Regions from separate parts of the Mus musculus genome. Here region 1 is linked to region 2. The links are chromatin contacts, called in public HiChIP or PLAC-seq maps. All regions are on one chromosome and are shown on one strand. Each heading gives the region's core, a stretch centred on a gene start, on an enhancer-like site or on the middle of the called end of the contact. The rest is flanking DNA. Distances are from core to core; before and after follow the strand shown. Region 1 has its middle 11 kb from the start of Rbpms2. Region 2 overlaps Gm36538 (a long non-coding RNA gene).

What was found. HiChIP or PLAC-seq counts read pairs in DNA pulled down with a chosen protein or histone mark.
Region 1: a contact with region 2 is called in an H3K27ac HiChIP or PLAC-seq map of embryonic stem cells, with 5 read pairs. The contact joins two enhancer-like sites. A contact is called at or near these places in 1 of 39 promoter capture datasets (hematopoietic stem and progenitor cells), 1 of 115 datasets of contacts at active chromatin or transcription factors (embryonic stem cells) and 1 of 9 other capture datasets (adipose tissue).

What each region holds. Positions count from the first base shown.
Region 1 is chr9:65,617,925-65,621,075 of GRCm38.p6, forward strand. No RefSeq gene overlaps it. Among named protein-coding and RNA genes, the nearest start is that of Rbpms2, 11 kb to the right of the region's middle. Within about 2 kb of position 1,742, at least 4 of the 459 cell types and tissues checked have an H3K27ac peak or open chromatin away from gene starts, as enhancers often do. A contact at or near this core is called in embryonic stem cells, where this site is marked.
Region 2 is chr9:65,255,127-65,258,240 of GRCm38.p6, forward strand. The region is part of intron 2 of Gm36538 (a long non-coding RNA gene); the gene reads right to left. Among named protein-coding and RNA genes, the nearest start is that of Cilp, 8.5 kb to the right of the region's middle. Within about 2 kb of position 1,310, at least 16 of the 459 cell types and tissues checked have an H3K27ac peak or open chromatin away from gene starts, as enhancers often do. A contact at or near this core is called in embryonic stem cells, where this site is marked.

The DNA of each region.
Region 1 (3,151 bases), core at 492-2,991, 360 kb after region 2:
CATACTGCAGTCCCATCCCTCAGAACTGGATGGTTTCTCCTCCTCTGCTTCCATTTCTAGGCACTTTCTACTGCTGACTTGCAACATACACACTTCCCTAAGCCTCTCCTGTCTGCACAGCCCTGTCCAGCACAGCAGTCCTATTCCTGATTCCTGGTGTTCTTCCCTTCTGCTCCACCCAGTCCCCATTCCTTCCCTCTTCTTTTAGAGACCTCGCCACTGGGCTGTGGTGGCTCACACCTTTAATCCCAGCACTTGGGAGGCAGAGGCAGGCAGATTTCTGAGTTCGAGGCTAGCCTGGTCTACAGATGAATTCCAGGACAAACAAGGCTATACAGAGAAACCCTGTCTGGAAAACCAACCAACCAACCAACCAAAAAAGATACAATGTATGCAATTACTACCATTTACATCAAAACTATACACACAAATGTCTGTGTTTCCAGAGCCCCAGAAACTTGTAAGTGTTGCAGAAGACAAGACTAGGGACTGGAAGATTTAATTCAATGGATTCTGTTTTAGGGATCAATTTTACTTTTGCTAGACTGAATAACATTCACTTAACAGAAAATTAATCTTTTTTCTTCTTAAAATTTCATTTTATTATTATTGTATGTGTGATTATAGGTATGCGCATGCCAATCAGCGCCTGTAGAGAAAACTCATATGAGTGTGTTCTCTTCTTCCACCTTGTGGGTCCCAGGGAGTGGACGTGGGTCATCATCAGGCTAAACAGCGAGTGCCTTTCCCCATTGGTCATCTCGATGGTCCTGTGTTAATTATGTTCAACTGTAGAGTCTCAGGATGAGCACTGGTGTTTATCTTTGGTCTTGCTGAAGCACACTGTCATTGCACCAGAATAAACCCTATGCCAAGCACTCCTAGCTCCCATCTCCTTAGCGCTCACCAAACCCTAACATGCATCTTGCCTTTCTGGGTATTCTTTACAAACGGACTCATGCAATGTGACCTTTTGACTCTGGCTTTTTTCACTTCCCATGTTTTTTTTTTCAGAGTGTTCACATTGATCCTTTTGTTGACAAGTTTGTTAAGTGGCAAAATTTGGGTTGTTTCACTAATATGAATACTCACATATGGGGTTTTGCTTGAAGAGAACATGTTTAGCAATTATTTGGAACATATACTAGCATTGGAATTATTGGATCATAGGTAGTTTATTTTGCTTTGTTGGCACTGGGAATCAAATCCAGGGCCTTGCACATGTAAGGCAAATGCTCTTAGCACTGAACTACTACGTCATCAGAATATGGTTACATGTGAGCATGTATTTAACTCTTTGTGATGGTCTTATACATACATCCTGGTTAGCCTCAAACCTGTAATCCTCCTGTCTTAGTTTTTGGAGTACTGGGATTAGAGGGGTGGGCCACTGTAGTCAGCTCAAATTGTTTTCAACGTTTTTCGGTGCAGTTTTCACTTGCTGGAACTGGTTTGGTTTTTTGTTTTTGAGACCAGTTTCATGCAGCCCAAGCAGGCCATCCCTAACCTACTTGTAGGTGTTATTCAAATGGAAACACTGTCTTCTCAAAATAGAAAAAAAGAAAGCATATATTCACAGAAGGAGATTGTAAACAAGGAGGTTATTGTCTGTCCTAAGACAAGAAATTAGCAAGTCTTTCTCGAGATGACTCCTGGGGGAAGATCACAAGTTGCACTCCAGACTCCTCAGTTCAGATTTAATTCCCTTTGTGCACTCTGGTTTCAGGACTGTGCACATAACATCCTGGGTTTAAGCCCTGGTCCCCACAGTGGTCCCACATCCTTGTACAGGTGGTAGGTGGGACCTCTCTGTACTTCAAATGCAAAACAAAAAAGTCATCTCACAGAGCAGTGATGAGTAGTAGGTGGGCTCAGAGATGAGAGCCCAGCATTCAGCTGGATGCCGGCGTTGGTGGCTTTCTACTAGCAGGGCACAGGAGAGATCTTTTCTCTGGAAAGCATCATTGTCTACAGGCTATCACAGCTGCTCTGATGCTGTACTCTCAAGGATCTGGCAGAATCCTCCTCCCAAAATATTTCTCCCCTTTATTGTTAGTTCAGAAGAGTAAACAGTTATGCTTTAGGGTGACAGGGATCATGGTTAGATGTTAGGAAAATGGCTTGCTGTCTGAGGGCCATCATATATGGAAACCTGAGTGAAGTCACAGAGAGACAGATATGGGATTCATTGGAGAACAGCTGCCCTTGACCACACAGGAACCATGTGAGACAGGTACCAGGCCCATTTCACAAATAAAGAAACGGAGGCTGAGCTGCTACTCTTTTGCCTAAAGTCCCAGAAGCAAATCCTAAGTATTCCAAGTACAGGTCCATCTCTGTCTTGAAGCTTAACATTAAGTATTCATGGCTGTCTTTAATCCCAGCACTTGGGAGGCAGAGGCAGGAGGATTTCTGAGTTCGAGGCCAGCCTGGTCTACAAAGTGAGTTCCAGGACAACCAGGGCTACACAGAGAAACTCTGTTTCTAAAACAAAACAAAACAAAACAAAACAAAACAAAAAAAGTATTTCATGGACAAGTGGCAATAGGCAGTGACGAGCAGATAGATCTTTTGAGTTTGAGGCCAGCCTGCTCTACAGAACAAGTTTTAGGACAGCCAGGGCCACACAAAGAAACTATGTCTTAAAAAAACAAATCAGGGGCTGGTGAGATGGCTCAGTGGGTGAGAGCACCTGACTGCTCTTCCAAAGGTCCGGAGTTCAAATCCCAGCAACCACATGGTGGCTCACAACCATCCGTAATGAGATCTGACGCCCTCTTCTGGGGTGTCCGAAGACAGCTACAGTGTACATACATATAATAAATAATAAATAAATCTTTAAAAAAAAAAACTTTAAAAAAATAAAGAACCAGGTATGTGTTAGCCTTCTTATAACAAAACAAAACAAAACAAAAACTGTCAGTAGACAGCTGGGCATGGTGGCTCACTCCTTTAATCCTAGAACACTGGGGAGGCAGGAGGTTCTCTGCAAGTTCTGGTCTACAAATGGGATTCCAGGACAGCCAGAGCTGTTACAGAGAAACTCCATCTCAAACACACACACACACACACACACACACACACACACACACACACACACTCCCTGCCCCACCCCAAACCAAAGCAAAGAGAAGTCAGTGGAGAAGTACTC
Region 2 (3,114 bases), core at 60-2,559:
AATCCCAGCACTTGGGGTTAAAGAGATAGGCAAATCTCTGAGTTCAGGACTAGTCTGGTCTACAGAGTAAGTTCCTGGACAACCAGGGCTACTACACAGAGAAACCCTACCTTGAAAAATCCCAAAACAAAATTAAAAAAAAAAACCCCACTATGACATCTGCTGATGTGGTAGCTATACACTTAATCACAGCTCTTAGGGAGCTGAGGCAGGAGCGTTCCCACAAGTTTCAGGGTGGCCTAGGTTATAGAATTAAAGATGGGAAAAAAAGAAAGAAGGAAGGAAACGAATAAACAGCCCCCCCCCCCAAAAAAGGGCTATCAGATCTTCATTGTGTTTTGTTTGTTTGCTTTTTGAAATCGGGACTCACTCTAAATAGCCCTGCCTGGCCTGGAATTTGATTTGTAGACCAGGCAAGCTTTGAACTCATAGAGATATATTTGTCTCTGCTATCCAAGTACTTGGATTATAGGTGTGTGCCACTATGCTCAGTTTAAATATTTTTGTGTGTGTGTGTTTTCACATTTATATATTGTGTGGGTGCACACATGAAGAAGTCAGGGAAGGACTTGTGGGAGACTCCTCCTTCTATCATGTGGTCTTGGGTACTGAACCCATGTCTACTGAAATAGCAGCAAGTGCTTTTAACCAATGAGCCATCTCTGCAGTCCTGAGACCCTATCTTAAAACAAGATAGAAGAGTAGGAGAGACACCTGAGGTTGGCCTCTGTGGGACCATGACAGGCAGCCTGGTTTCTGGTTGAGCTAGGTTTTAAACCCCGGTGACCCCATAGGTGACCCCTGCAAGGGACAGTAGGCATTTGCCACACTCCTGACACAAGGCCTCAGCTCTCCATAATTCTGTGGCCATCAGTCACATAAGGGCAACGCCCCCAAGCCCTGCCCCAAACCCCTCTACCAGTAGGTGTAGCCTCAAGGCAGATCTCCATTTTAATGAGGTACCTAAAGGCCTGGAGGCTTAGCCAATAAAATCCCCCTCCCAGACACTCCTCCCTGCAAAAGGCATTTAACCTTAGGCCTGCCCTGAGAAAGGGGGGTACGGTTTCACTCATCACAACTCTTTGCCATGACAATAAATGCTTTAAAACCAGGAACTGTCTCTTCTCATCGGGACCTGCCTGTGGGGAGCAAAGGAGCAGGCCTTCATCTAAAGAGCTGTGTCTGGTCTCTTGCAAAAGGCCTCAGCGCTCCCAGCCATGGTCTCCACCAAGCCAAGCCGCCCATGGAGCAAGCCAAGGACGCTCATCCCCGAGGGATCCAGTCAGAACTCTCTCCCCGCCCTTCCCCCTCAGCCCTGGGCTAGATCCAGCCTCGGGCCCCCATTCTGTTCTTAGCTCTTCTGAGGCATCCAGTGGTGTCTGGGGTGCCCAAGAGTCTGAGAACCTGACATCTCCAGCCTCCGTGCAGGTCAGGGACCCCCAAGTCAACTCCAGCAGTCCCTGGGGACCTCAGACTGCGCTCCCTCACCCCTGGAGCGGGGTCCCCCAGCTTCTCATAGCCCAACACCCACCCTGCGCTGGTGTGGGAAAAGCACAATCAATACTGCCCAGCCCCAGGGCAGACACGGGCCACCTTTTAACCCACAGTCCTCTGGCTTCCACACACATACTATGTGGCATGTGCACATTCAAACAAACACTACAGGTAAACTTTTAAAAGATAATATATTAGGGCTGGTGAGATGGCTCAGTGGGTAAGAGCACCCGCCTGCTCTTCCGAAGGTCCGAAGTTCAAATCCCAGCAACCACATGGTGGCTCACAACCACCCATAATGAGATCTGATGCCCTCTTCTGGTGCGTCTGAAGACAGTTACTGAAGACAGTTACAGTGTACTTACATATAATAAATAAATAAATAAATCTTAAAAAAAAAAAGATAATATATTTTACAAAGTTGCAAAGGAGAAAAATTAGACAGGAAAGAAGTGTTGGAAGTGGTGATGCACACCTGTAATCCCAGCACATGGGAGGCAGGGTAGGAGGAATGTGAGTTCGAGGCCAGCCTAATCAGGAGCATGAGAACCTGTTTCTAAAATCAGAGGCTTGTGGCTTGGTGGGAGAGTACTTGCCTAGCTCTAGTCACGTCCAAGGCTCTTCTCGGTAAAGGAGTACATGAATGTATGCAGGCATGCATAAATTGTGTGTGTGTGTGTGTGTGTGTGTGTGTGAGAGAGAGAGAGAGAGAGAGAGAGAGAGAGAGAGAGAGAGAGAGAGAGAGAGAGAGAGAGCATTTGAGCATGAGTGTGCACGTGCCTGTGGAGGTCAGAGGGCAACTTCAGTTGCAGCCTCTGTCTCCTCCTCCTGCGTCTTTAGTCTTTTGAGACAGGGTTTCACTTTGAATCTGAGTGAAGCTGGCCTTGAATTTATAGAGACCCACCTGCTTCTGCCTCCCAAGTACTGGGATTAAAGGTGTGAGACACCACACCTGGCTTAAGTTCCTTCCACTTTTTATCTGAGGCAAGGCCTCTTATTGTCCTAGAATGTCACTAAGTAGGTTAGGCTGGCTGGCCAGCAAGCTTTTGGCATCTGCCTGTCTCCACCCCCTCATCGTACCATCTCTGGGATTACAAGCATGCCCTGACACGCCTGGCTTTTTATGTGGATTCTCGGGGTCAAACTCGGGTGCTTGGGCTTGTGAGACAGCACTTTACCAACCAAGCTATCTCTCCAGTCTCTGTAACTTCTAGTTTTAATGCCTGGAGCTTCCCCACTTGGGTTCTCCTTCCAGTGTTCCCTCAGTAGGAAAAACAAACCCGAAGGCACCACGTTTCCCCAAGGAGAGGTGAGGCAGAAAGAACACTGGAAAGTGGGAGGAAGCCTTGCTAGTTTTAGAGAGAAGTACTTCAGGGGAGCCCTCCCCTGTATCTGTAATATGGAACAGTCTGGAGGTTAGAGTAGTGGTAGGGGAGGTTTGTGGCCTGAGGAAGCTGGGAGCTAGGCTGGAGACGTCAATATGTGTTAAAGGCATGTGCTAGTAGGGAACTAGATGTCCCCATTGCCTATAGGGGGAGAATAGGGAGGGAGGGACTCTTCCCAACAGACAGAGCCAATTCCCAAGATTCTGGGGAACTGTGTACTTTTACTGATCCACTA